Regions from separate parts of the Sus scrofa genome. Here regions 1, 2, 4 and 5 are each linked to region 3. Evidence: chromatin contacts called from public HiChIP or PLAC-seq and promoter capture Hi-C data. All regions are on one chromosome and are shown on one strand. Each heading gives the region's core, a stretch centred on a gene start, on an enhancer-like site or on the middle of the called end of the contact. The rest is flanking DNA. Distances are from core to core; before and after follow the strand shown.

The links. Promoter capture Hi-C pulls out the DNA fragments that hold promoters and counts their contacts. HiChIP or PLAC-seq counts read pairs in DNA pulled down with a chosen protein or histone mark.
Region 1: a contact with region 3 is called in an H3K27ac HiChIP or PLAC-seq map of alveolar macrophages. The contact joins the promoter of IARS here to the promoter of IPPK in region 3. A contact is called at or near these places in 2 of 5 promoter capture datasets (fetal liver and fetal skeletal muscle) and 2 of 2 datasets of contacts at active chromatin or transcription factors (alveolar macrophages and skeletal muscle).
Region 2: a contact with region 3 is called in a promoter capture Hi-C map of fetal liver, with 2.1 times the contacts expected there. The contact joins the promoter of CARD19 here to the promoter of IPPK in region 3. A contact is called at or near these places in 1 of 5 promoter capture datasets (fetal liver) and 1 of 2 datasets of contacts at active chromatin or transcription factors (alveolar macrophages).
Region 4: a contact with region 3 is called in an H3K27ac HiChIP or PLAC-seq map of alveolar macrophages. The contact joins the promoter of ZNF484 here to the promoter of IPPK in region 3. A contact is called at or near these places in 2 of 5 promoter capture datasets (fetal skeletal muscle and liver), 2 of 47 Hi-C or Micro-C datasets (heart right ventricle and retroperitoneal adipose tissue) and 1 of 2 datasets of contacts at active chromatin or transcription factors (alveolar macrophages).
Region 5: a promoter capture Hi-C map of fetal skeletal muscle shows a contact between it and region 3, with 9 times the contacts expected there. The contact joins the promoter of NOL8 here to the promoter of IPPK in region 3. A contact is called at or near these places in 4 of 5 promoter capture datasets (fetal liver, fetal skeletal muscle and liver), 1 of 47 Hi-C or Micro-C datasets (heart right ventricle) and 2 of 2 datasets of contacts at active chromatin or transcription factors (alveolar macrophages and skeletal muscle).

Annotation. Positions count from the first base shown.
Region 1 is chr3:42,021,348-42,024,047 of Sscrofa11.1, reverse strand. It overlaps IARS (isoleucine--tRNA ligase, cytoplasmic), which reads left to right and starts at 1,438. Exons shown (of 33, transcript XM_021086986.1): 1 at 1,438-1,575.
Region 2 is chr3:42,632,168-42,634,867 of Sscrofa11.1, reverse strand. It overlaps CARD19 (caspase recruitment domain family member 19), which reads right to left and starts at 1,352. Exons shown (of 6, transcript NM_001244277.1): 1 at 1,226-1,352. The coding sequence starts at 1,232.
Region 3 is chr3:42,366,805-42,369,504 of Sscrofa11.1, reverse strand. IPPK (inositol-pentakisphosphate 2-kinase) reads left to right here and starts at 1,343. Exons shown (of 13, transcript XR_002342483.1): 1 at 1,343-1,593.
Region 4 is chr3:41,917,463-41,920,162 of Sscrofa11.1, reverse strand. ZNF484 (zinc finger protein 484) reads left to right here and starts at 1,329. Exons shown (of 2, transcript XM_021086980.1): 1 at 1,329-1,545. The coding sequence starts at 1,344.
Region 5 is chr3:42,051,670-42,054,369 of Sscrofa11.1, reverse strand. NOL8 (nucleolar protein 8) reads left to right here and starts at 1,321. Exons shown (of 17, transcript XM_013995776.2): 1 at 1,321-1,660; 2 at 2,632-2,700. CENPP (centromere protein P) reads right to left here and starts at 1,004. Exons shown (of 8, transcript NM_001315813.1): 1 at 895-1,004. The coding sequence starts at 1,001.

The DNA of each region.
Region 1 (2,700 bases), core at 189-2,688, 350 kb after region 3:
AGACATAAAGGAGCTTGTTTCAAAAATAGTAATGCTGTCCTCACCTTTTTTTTTTTTTTTCCCCCAGACATATCTGTCTGGAAACCCTCTGTCTTACTCTAACCTAGGCTGTCTGGATAGATAATAAAATGAACTGACCAAGGTGGCAACTTGAGGAATTTGAAAATTAAAACTCATTCCAAGTACTGCTAGTTAATAAGAGTTCCCCCTTTGGGCAAGGATGTGAAATCCCTTACTCTGACCCCTTTAGGGTGTTCCTAAACCCTAAATAAACTGGTTATATAAACCATAAGTGACTTGAATGAATGCTACACAGACTATCAAAATGTTCTTAGTGAAGCTTATCAACATGTTTTATACATATTCTCAGTCAGATGAGTTTTTTTCCCTGTCCCTCTATCTGATACACTACAGTTACATATATAATCACTCTTAACTTTGTCAAGAGCTAAAATTTAAAATTTCCTTCATAGTGTCTACTGCCAATGCCTGTTGTTTTCATGGCTCCGGAGTCCCTTTGGTTTTTGACCAGGAGATCCAGAATGTGCTGGGCAGACTCACAGCAGTGATAATAAATATATGTTAGCAGACAAATATGCAAATATGTTGTTTTCAATATAGGAGACCTTAAGATGCAGTAATTATAAAGTTTGTCAGACATTTCCTTCCTTTTTGTTACAGCTCTCCATGTGGCTGTTTAACGTAATTTCTGCAGTAAAATTCATTAGAACTCTGGAGGTGGCACTGAAGAACACAGAAGAGGCTTCCCTGAACACCACAGACCATCAGTGCTTCAGCTCCTCCCAGACTTTCTGCAGCTTCTACATTTCCCTAGGAAGTAGGAGTGTCCTTTTAGATAGGCAGGTCAGGAATTTTAGTGTGCAGCAGAATTATACAGGATGCCTGTTAAAATGCATATTTTTGTCACTCCAGGGTCTCAGCAGACCTAGTGCGTGCCCCAAGACTCTGCATTTTTGCAGATTCCACTACACTAAAAAATAGCCCTAATGCTAGGGCTGCTTTACTTAACGGTCACTTAGGAAAGCAGCCTGGAGACTGAACACTCACAGCCGCACAGTTACTGAGTCCACTGTCACTGGATTTGGTTTATGCCTGGTGAGATTGACTTATGTTCTGTATACAGTGAGGTGAAGACCGGCAACGGGAAACGCCCGTATAAAAACATCCAGTCACTATGCACAACATCGGCCTCCTCCCAGTGCCCCTCCCCAGTCAGTCCCCACCCCAGAGGCCACAAAACGGTCCTGTCTACCACCGTCGCCCTTGTTGCGTTGAAGCACCCAGCACGTCGCCGCCACTCACTGGCAGCTGTCCGGGGAGTCGCACTGCCGCTTTCCCAGAGCACACCGCAGTGCAGGTCGGGTGGGCGTGACCCGGGACCCAGGCGGCCAGTTGGCGCCCTGCTTGTTGATAGGTGTGAATCGGAGCTCTCTGATTGGCCGGTGCAGACCGCCCCGCTTCTCCTCGCCTCATGCTTTCAGAACATTGCATCACCTCAGGCCGTCTGGCCCCGGCGTAAGATTTTTGAGGTACTTCGGTCCGAAGGCCCCTCAGGTACGATAGGGGATCTTCAGGTCACCCCGTCCTGCCCGCAGGGACTCCCTAAGGTCACTCTGTCCTGCCTACGGGCCCCTCAGGTACGCCCCTTCCTGCCCAAGGAGACCACACAGAATTTTAAAAAAATATTTCTTCTGGTCTGTGCGTTAGTTTCGTGCAAATCTGTTTCCAAGGGAAAGATGGGGGGTGGCGGCCCGGTCTAAGTGGAGCGAAAGAACTCGGGCTCCGGCAGCAATCCTGGTTTGGCTCGCGGGCGGAGGGTTACATCTCTTGGAAGGGCCTCATATTCAGCCTCGGGTTCTGGTAGTGCTTAAACCGTGGTGTGGTTCTGGGAATTTGGTGTTACCGAGCTTGCTGGAGAGCTTCAGAAGGTGGACGAGATTACTTGGACGGCTAGGTGTTCTTAAGAAAAAATTCTTAGGCTTCCTTGAAGGAGCCTTTATTGCTGGGTGTCTGAGGCTAGAGGGAAGTGAGCACAGCATCCCCGGTCCTCGGCCCTTACACAGTATAATAATACAGTATTCTAAGTGCACAGAGGAAGAAGACAGTTCTAAAGTGGAATCTGGGGGGTGGGAGAAAGAGAACGCTTCTCAGACACTGCAGTGGGTTTGGGGCCTTGAAGATGATTAAGAACTGTGGGAGAAACTCCAGGAGACCATAATGTAAACTATAACAGGATTTTAGGTTTGCGTGATTCAGGAGATGGGAAATTGGTGTAGTAACTGCACCTTAGGGTCTGTGTGAGGAACTAGTGGGAGATGATGCTTAGCTTCCAGCTTTATGAATTTATGATTTTCTTCCTGAATGAAGCGTTTGAAAAGAATACAGAAGAGGTTTTTATTAGATGGGACAGTATTACTTGGAGCATTCATTCAGGTTTTTCAGAGAGCTCAGGAAGCATGAAACCAGAGACAAAGCAGTTGATTTAGGGATCTCTTGTAATATGTTGAACTTTTAAAAAACAAATTTAAAAAGTAAATATCAGTAAGATGGTGGACAATATATTCTCTTCCCAAGTGATTAAAGAGTGAATTAAAGGGAAGAAAAGGCAGCTAAATGTAGATTTGGAGTTTCTACTGTGGCACAACGGTTTCCGTGGCACCTCTGCAGCTCCTGGACGCA
Region 2 (2,700 bases), core at 103-2,602, 270 kb before region 3:
CATATCACGTAGTAGTATAACATATTTATCAAAAAAAAAAAAAAGTCCACATACAAATGGATCCTCACAGTTGAAATTCCAGTTGTTCAAGGGTCAACTGTACTTAGAAACAGCAGCCACAGATAAAAAGGGTTCAGGGAGATGAGAACAGAGTGCATAACTGCTAGGGTCCCTTCTGGCTTCGGCTGGGACACTGATGTCCTGGAAATCACCAGGTTCCTGCCCAAGAAATCCTATTTGTGTGCAGGACTTGGGCTGGGTCTCCAGTGAGTGTTGGGGAGAGAACAGGGACTTCTGGGAACTCCCTGACCCCCTGGGCTACCCCTAGGTGACTTCTGCCTCATGAAGCAGAATAGTGGGGCCCTTGAAATGAAGTATCGCTTCTGGGAGCCACCACATTCCCTGACCACACTGTCATGGGCTCTGTCACCAGCCTGTCATTTTCATGGAGCTTCTCCTACAGGAGAAGGTCTACAGAAAAGGGCCACCCTGTTCAGTTAGGGTCAGGAAGGCAGTGGGCAGGTCCAGAGAGGTCCTGGGTGGGGTAGAGTGGATTGAGGGTAGGGGTGGGGGGTGTAGGTTGCTGGGCTGGAGACCCTGTCCTGGAAAAAGATGCTGGAGGGCCTTAAACAATCCAGTATGGAGCGCAAAGCGTGTGCACAATTCTCCTGGGCCTGTCCCCACTGGGCAAGGGGTGCAGAATGGGAGGTACCAGAGATTCCCCTGACTACCAACCACTGCCCAGGAATGAACCACCTGACGCCATTCTCAGTCTATTATCTCCTGATAGGAGCACATAGTAGAACCCAGAACCTAAAAGAGTATTCCTCGCACACCTTTGACTTTAACCTCCCACTGTCAGGCCACATCCCCAGCCCAGAATCTCCTGACCCACAGACATGCACTGATCCCTGCCTTCCCGACACCACCCAAGACCTGGCCCCCACTCACTAGAACCTTCCACGGCATGCCCTGGCCTCACCCCTCAGAACCATCCCAGGCCCAGCCTCTGTCGCCCAGAACCCTCCAGAGCCTGGCCTGGCCTCGTCCCCCAAGAAACTGGCCCCAGGCTGCACGCCGCTTTGCCGCGGTCCCGCCGTCACGGGCAAGGTCACTCCCGTCGCAGCGAGGGGCCTCCCCTGGGGTGGTATCGGGACACCGGACCCTACGGGCCACCGTGGCCGCGCGCCTGTCCCTGTCAGGCACGACCCCGGACAGCGCTCACCTGTCATGGCGGCGGCACAGCGTGCACCCAGCCGGCCCGTCCCCCTGCCGCCGTCTGTCTGTCTGGTTGTCCGGTCCGCTGCCCGTCAGCCCCGGTGACCGCCGCCCGCCCTGGCCCGCTCTTTCCCGGCGGGCCCCGCCCCCAGCATCATCGCGACTAAGTCCTAACCCTGCCCCTCACTTAGCCCGCCCTCTCCCGTTAGGCCCCGCCCACGGCGTCGGCGCCATCGCCGCCATCGCCGCCAGGGCTCTAAACGCCGCAGCTCCCTCCAGCCTGGTTTCCTAGCGCGTGGGAACAGACGCCGCTAGGAGCCCTTAGCCCCGCCCCGCACTGAGCCCGCCCCTCCCACTAGGCCCCGCCCACGGCGTCGGCGGCGTCGCCTCAAGGGTTCTAAACGCCGTACCTCCCCCGCAGCCCCGCTTCCTAAGGCGTGGTAATGGACGCCGCTAGGGGCCCTCGGCCCCGCCCCTCACCGAGCCAGCCCTTCCGGGCGGCCCTGACTTGGCTCTGTCACCGCTGGCGCTCTAAACCCACCCACACTGAGCCCACCCCCGCTGGCGCCACTACGCCTCTGCCACAGTCCTGCATCCCGCCCCTCTCTGAGCCCAGGAAGCCTTGGGCCTCATTCTTGCCAGGAAGAGATGCCCTCAGCTCCGCCCCTCACAGAGTTCCTCCCGCACCCCGCCTTTTCCCACGTGGTCCCGCCCCCAGTCTAGCCCCGCCCCTTTCGGCGCATGTCCTTTGCCGCTGCATCCTGAGCCCCGGCCCTCGCCGGATCCTCTGGGGCAACCTCGCGGGTCTCCTCCTCACTCCTCCCCGACCCCCCACCTTGGACCCGCTCTTGTTCCACCCTGTCTTGGTCTAGGGTGGGGGTAGCCAAGCTCCGGACCCCGCTAAGCGTTTCTGGACACGGTCTGCCATGCCATTGCCGCCACTCCTGGAATGAGGAAACTGGAGAATGGGTGCATTTGTCGGCTGGAAACCCCAAAATTCTTGGGCCGAGTCGTAGGAGGTCACCACACGGGCACCGTCCCTTCCTCAAACGCTGGGAGTGAACCTGGCCTGGCTTAACTGAGAGCCCAGCCCCGTCCTACCCCAGGCTACCTCAGACCTTGAGACAACGGGGTAGGAGGTCCGGGTAACCTGACTTGGCAGTGCGTTAGTGCAAGTCCAGGCCCTTCCTCTGCAAGCCGCGCACAGGCCACTTAGGGGCCTCCCGGACGGGGCCTGTTGTCCACTGGTGGAATGGCCTGACCCCCACCTCCATTATTTTGCATCTTTCATCCTGGATCATGGCTTTGCGGACAAAAAATGTTACCTATCATCCCAGTAAATAATGAAAGTTACCCGCCGTCAAGTCTTTAGCCACTACGCCACCACCACCACCCGAGGGGAATTTAAGATAGAGGAAAAACAAGTTACCGGCCCTGGATCATTAAGATGCATATCTAAGGAATACTTTTATTGAGGGAGAT
Region 3 (2,700 bases), core at 94-2,593:
CCTTTGCTTCACTGACATTAAGTGCAAAGGCAGAATTAAAATGTCACGCTTAAGGTGCGTCACTCAAGAGTCAATGAAAACTATTCCTCCAGTAGGCAGATAGGCTAGGGGGGTCCCTAGAAAAAAAAAAAACAGGCATGGTTTTCTTAGCATAAGAGAAGCCACTTTTGGCCAAGGGCTGCACCTGTGGCATATGGAGGTTCTTAGGCTAGGGGTCCAGTCGGAGCTATAGCTGCCAGCTTACATCACAGCTACAGCAACACCAAATCTGAGCTGCATCTGCCACCTACACCACAGCTCACAGCAACGCTGGATTCCCAATCCACTGAGTGAGGCCAAGGATCGAACCTGCATCCTCATGGATACTAGTCAGATTCTTTTCCACTGAGCCATGATCGGAACTCCCAGTGATAATGATCTTAAGGGGACAAAAAAACAAATTGGTATCAGGCAAGAGAAATAACAACAGCAAGAATAAATTGGCTGCAGCAAAGATATATCAATTATAAAGACTCCCAGTTCTGTTTAGGACTTGAATCAACTAAAGCTTGGGCTCTGTGACTGCCCAAGCCCCTTCATGACTATGCATCTACCCTTATTTTAAAACTTCCTCATTTTTGCTTTATGGGGAGACACTGCTTTGGGAAAGATCCCTGATGTTCGCCTTAGTTGCTGCAAGTAATAAATCCTCCCTTCTCCCACTATGGCTTTGTTGTGTCTTTTGGCTTGACACCCACCAAAAGGTGAACCCAGTTTTTCATGCAACGTTTCAGCAAAAGCACCACTTAGGAGTCCACTTGCCTCTTTGAGCCATACTTCCTCATTTGTAAGGTGTGGATGACGGTGTTTCCACCTCCTGGGACCACTGGGATGTTTCTGCATTCGGTAAGAAGCAAACGGTGGTATTAACGCCACAAGTGAGAAACGTACCCCATTCTACAAAAAAGAAGGCTGAGACGCCAAGTACCTTGGTGAAGCCCCATGGCTGAGCAGTCTCCAGCCGTAGCGACCACCCACCCTGGCCCGCTCCCGGCATCCTTCCCAGCACCCGGCCTGCCTGAATGCCAACCCCGCCCCCCCTCCCCACTGGGACCCCTGGTTCCCAGCTCTCGGGGACCGCTACACCCACCCCAGCCCGCTTATATCCCTGTTCCACGCCGAGCCTGTCCCAGGCTCTTCCGCTTGCATCACTTCCGGCGCCATCCGGAAACCTCCCTTCCGGTTCCGCGCTCCGGAAGTGGGTCACTGTACCAGAACCTAAGATGGCCGCCAGCCCATCTGCCACACTTGTCACTAGAGAAGAAGCTGACGCGAACCCGGAAGTTGCCCGGCTTAGTCATGGAGCTGCCGGGGGCGTGGCTTCCGGCGGCCCGCGCCTGCGAGTCGGGGCAGCTGGGTCTAGCGAAGGCGGCGGCTGACAGGCGTTCTTCCCGGGACTGTGGCGGCTGGTGCCCAGGCGAACCAGCGGCCCCCAGCTCGCGGCCCCGCGAGGCTCCAGGGCCGCACCGGGGAATGGACGAGGGGAAGATGGACGAGAATGAATGGAGGTACCACGGTGAAGGCAACAAGAGCCTAGTGGTGGCCCATGAGCAGGTGAGGAATGGACTGTTGGCGCGGTTTGAGGTCCTCACCCTGTCCCCGGTGGGTTCCCTGTCCCCAGGCACCCTCTCCGCTTAAGTCGGTTCCCCATCCCCCCCGGCGCCCACTGCCTCCGGGTCAGTTTCCCAGTAGCCCTCTCTCTGTCGGTTGCTCGTCCTCCCGGTGTCATCGCCCCCGGGTTAGTTCCGCGTCTCCCCAGCATCACCCTCCGTTGGGTCGGTTCCTGGTCCCCCTTGTGTCACCCCCTTCTCCCCGGGTCGGTTTCGTGTCTCCCCAGCTCTCTCCTCCCTCTAGGTGGGCGCCATGTCTCCCCAACACTCCCCTGCCTCCACATCGGTTTTCCCTTCCCCCAGTCACCTCCGCCCCAGGTCTGTTTGGTGTCCCTCTAAAGTCCCCGACCCCGGGCTCACATGGTGCTGCCTCCAGTTGCCCAGTTGGGATGAGGCCGCCCGGGCTAGCTGTAGGCAGGATGGAGAATACGGGCAAGCTCAGGAGGAAGAAACCGAAGTGCTTGGGTGCTGTTACCTCCCAACATCTAAGTTCAGCCTCTCAGACGCAGGGAATTGCTGATGTCCCGCTGCTGTTGCTAATATTAGTGGAGCATTGTCCACAGGTTCTTCTCCAGAATAATTTAGAATTTATAGAATTTCTTTTGTAATTCAGTGAGGATGAGAGTTTTGGAGTGTGCAGTAAGAACTCCCATTGAGGTGAATCCAGGAAAAGAAGCTTGTGGATTTGTGTGAAGGATCAGATTCTTTAACATCTTGCTGTCTGATACAACCAGGCAGGAATGTGGTGGGCTGGGGGAGGAGCATAGGTGTCACTGAGGGCTTAAGAGCGTGAGAGTTGCAGTCACATAGAGCTGGGCAGAATCCCAGTTCTACCACTGCCTGGCTTAGGCTCAGTTTCTGCATTAGCAAAGTGGAACTAGTAACAGAATCCCTTTTGCAAAATTGCCAGAAAGATGAGGAGCTGGACAAGTTATGCAGGAGATAACTATCATCCCCCTTGGACTCAGCCATTGAGAGCACTGCTCCATCCATCTAGCATTTCCTGTGGGGTGGTGTGGGAACTGGGTATACCCTGCTCCTGAGCTTGGTG
Region 4 (2,700 bases), core at 80-2,579, 450 kb after region 3:
AAAAAAAAAAAAAAAGTGAAAATGGAAATAGAACATATCGAACTTTGTAGGTTGAGGGCTAAGTAGTGGTGAGAGAAAATTTTATACTACTAAATGTTTACATTAGAAAAGAATAGGAGTTCCTGTTGTGGCTCAGTGGTTAACGAATCCGATTAGGAACCATGAGGTTGCGGGTTCGTTCCCTGGCCTTGCTCAGTGGGTTAAGGATCTGGTGTTGCCGTGAGCTGTGGTGTAGGTCACAGATGTGGCTTGGATCTGGTGTTGCTGTGGTTCTGGCATAGGCTGGCAGCTACAGCTCTGATTGGACCCCTAGCCTGGGAACCTCCATATACCATGGGAGTGGCCCTAGAAAAGGCAAAAAGACAAAAAAAAGAAAGAAAAAAAAGAAAAAAGAAAAGAAGAAAATCCTCAAATCAATAACCTAAGTCCCCACGTTAATAAACTAGAAGAGGTAGAGCAAAATAAAAGCAAGAAGGAAGGAAATAATAATGAGCAGAAAACAATGAAATAGAAAAAAGAAAAAACAACAGAAGAAACAAAACAATAAGCTAGTTCTATGGAAAGGGTGATAAAATTCACAAGCCTCTTGAGACATAAACTACCAAAAACAGGACTGAAATATAAGATACCACTGTAGAGCTATCTGAGAAACTGTCTCCCTGGTTGCAATTTTCAGTTTGGCTCAAATAAAACTCTCGTATAGGAGTTCCCATGGTGGCTCAGTGGTTAACGAACCCAACTAGTAACCATGAGGTTGCAGGTTTGATCCCTGGCCTTGCTCAGTGGGTTGAGGATCTGGCATTGCCAAGAGCTGTGGTGTATTTTGCAGATAAGGCTCAGATCCCACATTGCTGTGGCTGTGGTAGGCCAGCAGCCGTGGCACCGATTGGACCCCCTAGCCTGGGAACCTCCATGTGGTGCAGGTTCGGCCCTAAAAAGACAAAATAAATAAATAAATAAGTAAAAATAAAAACATAAAAAAACCTCTCGTATATTCTTATCATAGATTATTTACTGATTATTTCCATCAGAAATCAGGAAGTTTTCAGTGCAATTAGATTTATGAGATTTGCGTTATGGGTCAGATTATGGTATCTCTTGGTAAATGCTTCATAGGTGCTGAAACGGAATATTTTATTCTACTGCTTGAGAGTGAAGTGTTTTATGCTTGCCGATTCAATATCATTGGTTGATGGTGTTTTGAATCTACAGGAGTACCGGAAAAGCCAGGGGCTGCTTGGGTGACCAACTCTGGTTGTTTCCGACTTACTTCCAGGAGACATATCTCTGCTCTACCTTTCTTCCTGACAACTCCGAACCACACAAATCCTCATCACTTCACCATGGCTGCCCACAGGCTTGAGGTACTCCATGGACGCTGCCATATTGGCATCGAGTCTCACCCCTTTAGAGGGGGGCGGTGTTTCTCAAGGCGCCATGTTGAGTACTGGCAGTGTTCCTCGAAGAAGCCACTGCTGAGCATGCGCACACCCGGGCGGCGCCTGAAGAATATCGCAAGGACAGGGAGGGATCCAGAAGGAGGAAGTGGGTACCCTTGTAGCTCTTCTAATTAAATGACTACTATCCTGAAAGAGGGTGGCTGAGAGGCTGGTGAATGCGGAGAGCGTAGAAGGTGCGGGCGGTTGCTGAGTGAAGGAAGAGGCGTCTCCGACGTCCGTGATGAACAGTCGGATCAGTGATGGAGGCGGTCAGTAGATGGAATAGTGGGGGTCGATGTGGTCGTGACAGTCGCTTCCTGGAGGATTGACAGAGTCTGCGGGGTCTCTAATGGTGGATTCTTGGAGGCATGGGGTGGGAGCGTTGGGGTCTGTGATGGTGGATTCCCTGGCGGAGTGTGATGGAGTTCCTGTGGGATTTTTGAGGCTGGATCGGTGAGCGGATTCCTGGATTCTGTGCGGTCCGTGGGGAGATAACCGTGGGGCCTGAGTAATGAAGGACATCAGGAGGAACCGCTGGGCTGAAGCATGGTTTTCAGCTTAGCCTTATACCTTATTAGTACAAAGAAAATACATCAATCGGGCCGGGGTATATTCTTTTAAGATTTCAAATGTGACAGATTTAGTACCTGTACAGCAGCGCCCTGGTGTCTCTTCAAGGGAGTGTTAACACTGGATGCCATAGGAAGGGAATTATTTATTATTATCTTTGAAATAGGCTTCTTTACCTTAATGGTTAAAGCAGATGTGCCCTGTGTGTTTACAGGCTGTTTTGATTCACACAGAGTTCAGGCTGAACCACGAATAAAGCCAGAATGACCTCCCTATACCTCAGTATGTGAAATTTTTCTTTATTATTCTCATGGCACATTTTTCTAGAGATTTAAAAGATACATTGTGGAGTTGCTGTTGTGGCTCAGCGGAAACAAATGTGACTAGTATCCACGAGGACACAGGTTCTATCCTTGACTTGCTCAGTGGGTTAATGATCCGGCATTTTGGGGAGCTGTGGTGTACGTCCGAGATGCAGCTTCCACCTGGCGTTGCTGTGGTGCAGGCTGCTGCTACAGCTCTGATTCGACCCCTAGCCTGGGAACTTCCATATGATACAGGGGCAGCCCTAAAAAGATTGAAATAAAATATAAAAAAATAATTAAAAAGATATATTGCCATCAGGTTACGTATGTATATCAGTTTACCTAATTTGTGATCCTGTCCGTATCCAGGTTAGTAGGTACTTTGT
Region 5 (2,700 bases), core at 72-2,571, 320 kb after region 3:
ATGCTACTGCTCTGCAGCACACAACACTCCAGCTATTTCTACCCCTCAGTTCAAAGGGCTCTGTTCCCCTTTAGACAGGGAGTTCCCCCACCTCTGCTACTGGGATGCTTCCCTACCTGCGGGTATTTGACAATCATCTTTGCAGCTTTTGCCAAATTCTCCTACAAACTATATTCCTTTTTTTTTTTAACCTGAAGCACCTGAAGCATATGAAAATTCCAGGGATAGGGGGTCTAACTGGAGCTGCAAATGCAGGCTGATGCCACAGCCACAGCAACACCAGATCCAAGCCGCATCTGTGACTACATACCAAGCTTTCAGTAACGGGATCCTTAACCTACTGGGCCAGGCCAGGGATCCAAGCTGCATCCTCACCAAGACAAGGCTGAGTTCTTAACCTGCTGAGCCACACGGGAATTCCTTATCTATTTTTCTTACATCAACTTACTTTTTTTAACCTAAATTATTTCTCAGAGGAAATCACCTGTCACTAACATAAACGAAAAACCAGTAAATCAGTATCAATTGTCACAGTTAAGTGACCTATAAAAACAAATAACATGAAAACAAATAGTCATTAAATCTTAACTAGATACTGCTGCCTACTAAAAGCAAGGTTGCTAAGGAAATAAGCAAGGCTTTCACCTAGATAGTTATCAGCAAGAGAAAGAGAACTGAAAGAAAAACACCTTCCCCCTGACTGCGATTAAATCGGTTAATACACGGTAAGCGTTTACAATGCGGCCCACGCGTGGACTCCTCACTCTTAGCTTTGTAGATAATGAGTTCCAGCCCACGTCTGGTGCTCGGGAAAGTCTGTGACCGACGGAGGTCCGAGAACCCGGAGTGGAGAGATTTTCATCCTTCCCACCGAGTCTGAGGAAGGCCACGTACCGGACTGGTGAGGTGTCTTCACCCGGCGCCGGTAGCTCCACGCACGCCCGCCTCAAGGCCTTGATCTCGGCTTCCAAGGCGTCGGCCTCAGCGCGAAGGGAGTCCATGGTGAGGCACTGACAAGAAACTGCCTGGTGGAAGCGCGCCACCGCCCGCTCTTCAAGCCTCGCGCGCGGATGGCGCGAACCATCCCAGAGATCGGCTGGGGAGGCAGGGGAACGGCGCGCGATCCCCTCGCACATACCCAGCGCTCGTAAGCATCCGGGGACCGTTGCTGTCCCTGTGTACTAGTTAACGGCTGTCCCTCCGCAGTCCCTACCTACACTTCAAGAGGTTAATTCCCTCTAACCCGAAGGCCAAGGATGCTGCTGTCCACCCCCGACCCAGAGGCGGCTGGAAGCAACGAGGATGCCTACGTCACAGAAGAGGAGGTTCCGGGAGTGCTGGAACCGAGAGCCTCTGTATTTTTCTCCCCTGCCCCACTTCCGCCGACTTCATCCAGGAGAACACAAAGCGATGACCCTCTTTAGTGTGAATTAGGGAATTTTAGTTTGGGGTCTTTTGCAGAGGTTGACGCAGGGTGACAGGCATCGAGGTCGCTCAGAAGACTGCAGACGAAATAAAGAGCACTGGGGTACTGAGTTTTGTAATGGAACCTTAAGATGCTGGGTTGGAAATAGAGGAGGAAGGAAGAGAGATGGCACTTGTTGGGACACGTGACTAGAAGTCAGGGCCCTAAGCAGCGCTCGACGTAGAGGACGAAGTGGTGAGGAGTGGGTCGGGGCAAGCGATGTCACGGGACAAACTGGCCTACCTTCTCTCTGCTCGCCTTTTGTTCTCAGAGGAAGGAGGCTAGGGCGGGTAGGTTGGGGGCGGCGGAAGCTACCAGTAAATTGTAGATGGCTGCCGGCTCGTGCCCAGACCGGAGCCATGCTCTGGGCTCTTGGGCGCTGTTTTGGGGTCTTTGGGGAGGAGACTGTCAGTTTGGGAGGAGGAGCCGGCTGGGAGCTGAGGCTGCCGGGTCCTAAACTGAATTGGAGATCTCACGACGGGCCTCAAATCACAGAAGAGTTTCCGAGTCGCTTCTGATCCAACAACCTCCCTAGTATAGTGTTAAGAATTACAGGTTCTGAAATTACACTTGGATTATAATCCTGGCTTCACAGCTAATTCTCTGAATGGCATTCGGAAAGTGACTTCACTTACCCTGATAATCTGAAAACCAAATGCCTGCAAACTGCTTCATACAACGCTGGCACATAGTGCCTTAAAAAAAAAAAAAAAAAACAAAACTATGTTAGCGGTATCAATTGCTCTTTGTGTGCCTGAACAACACTGTAGATATTTCTATTGTGACATAGTATTGCAGTACTTTTGCCTGCCTCTCATAGCACTATGGGGTATTAACCTGCCCCATCCCATTCCTGGCAGCGTTTGTTAAAATGAATAAATGAATGTATGAATGAATAAAGGAAAAACACCTAACAATATGGACAAGTAAAAAGAAGGGTATAATATTGTGATCATTTAGAGGGAAAATAATTGCCTGTACTTGTGTCTATGTTGAGGTGCTGTTCCAAAATGCATTCATGGAGGGCTTCAACAGTCTCCAGGGATAAAATTTGAAAGCAGTAAAATAGGAAATGAAACACATGTCCAGGCAACTGGTTTGATATAGAAGGTTCAGGGAAAAGGGTTGGGGTTGGGGTTATTTTAATTTGTTTTGTTTTGTTTTAGATTTGAGAAGATATAAGGGAAAGAACTCTTCTCTGTAGACAGAAAATTATTTTTTCCACTGGAACACAT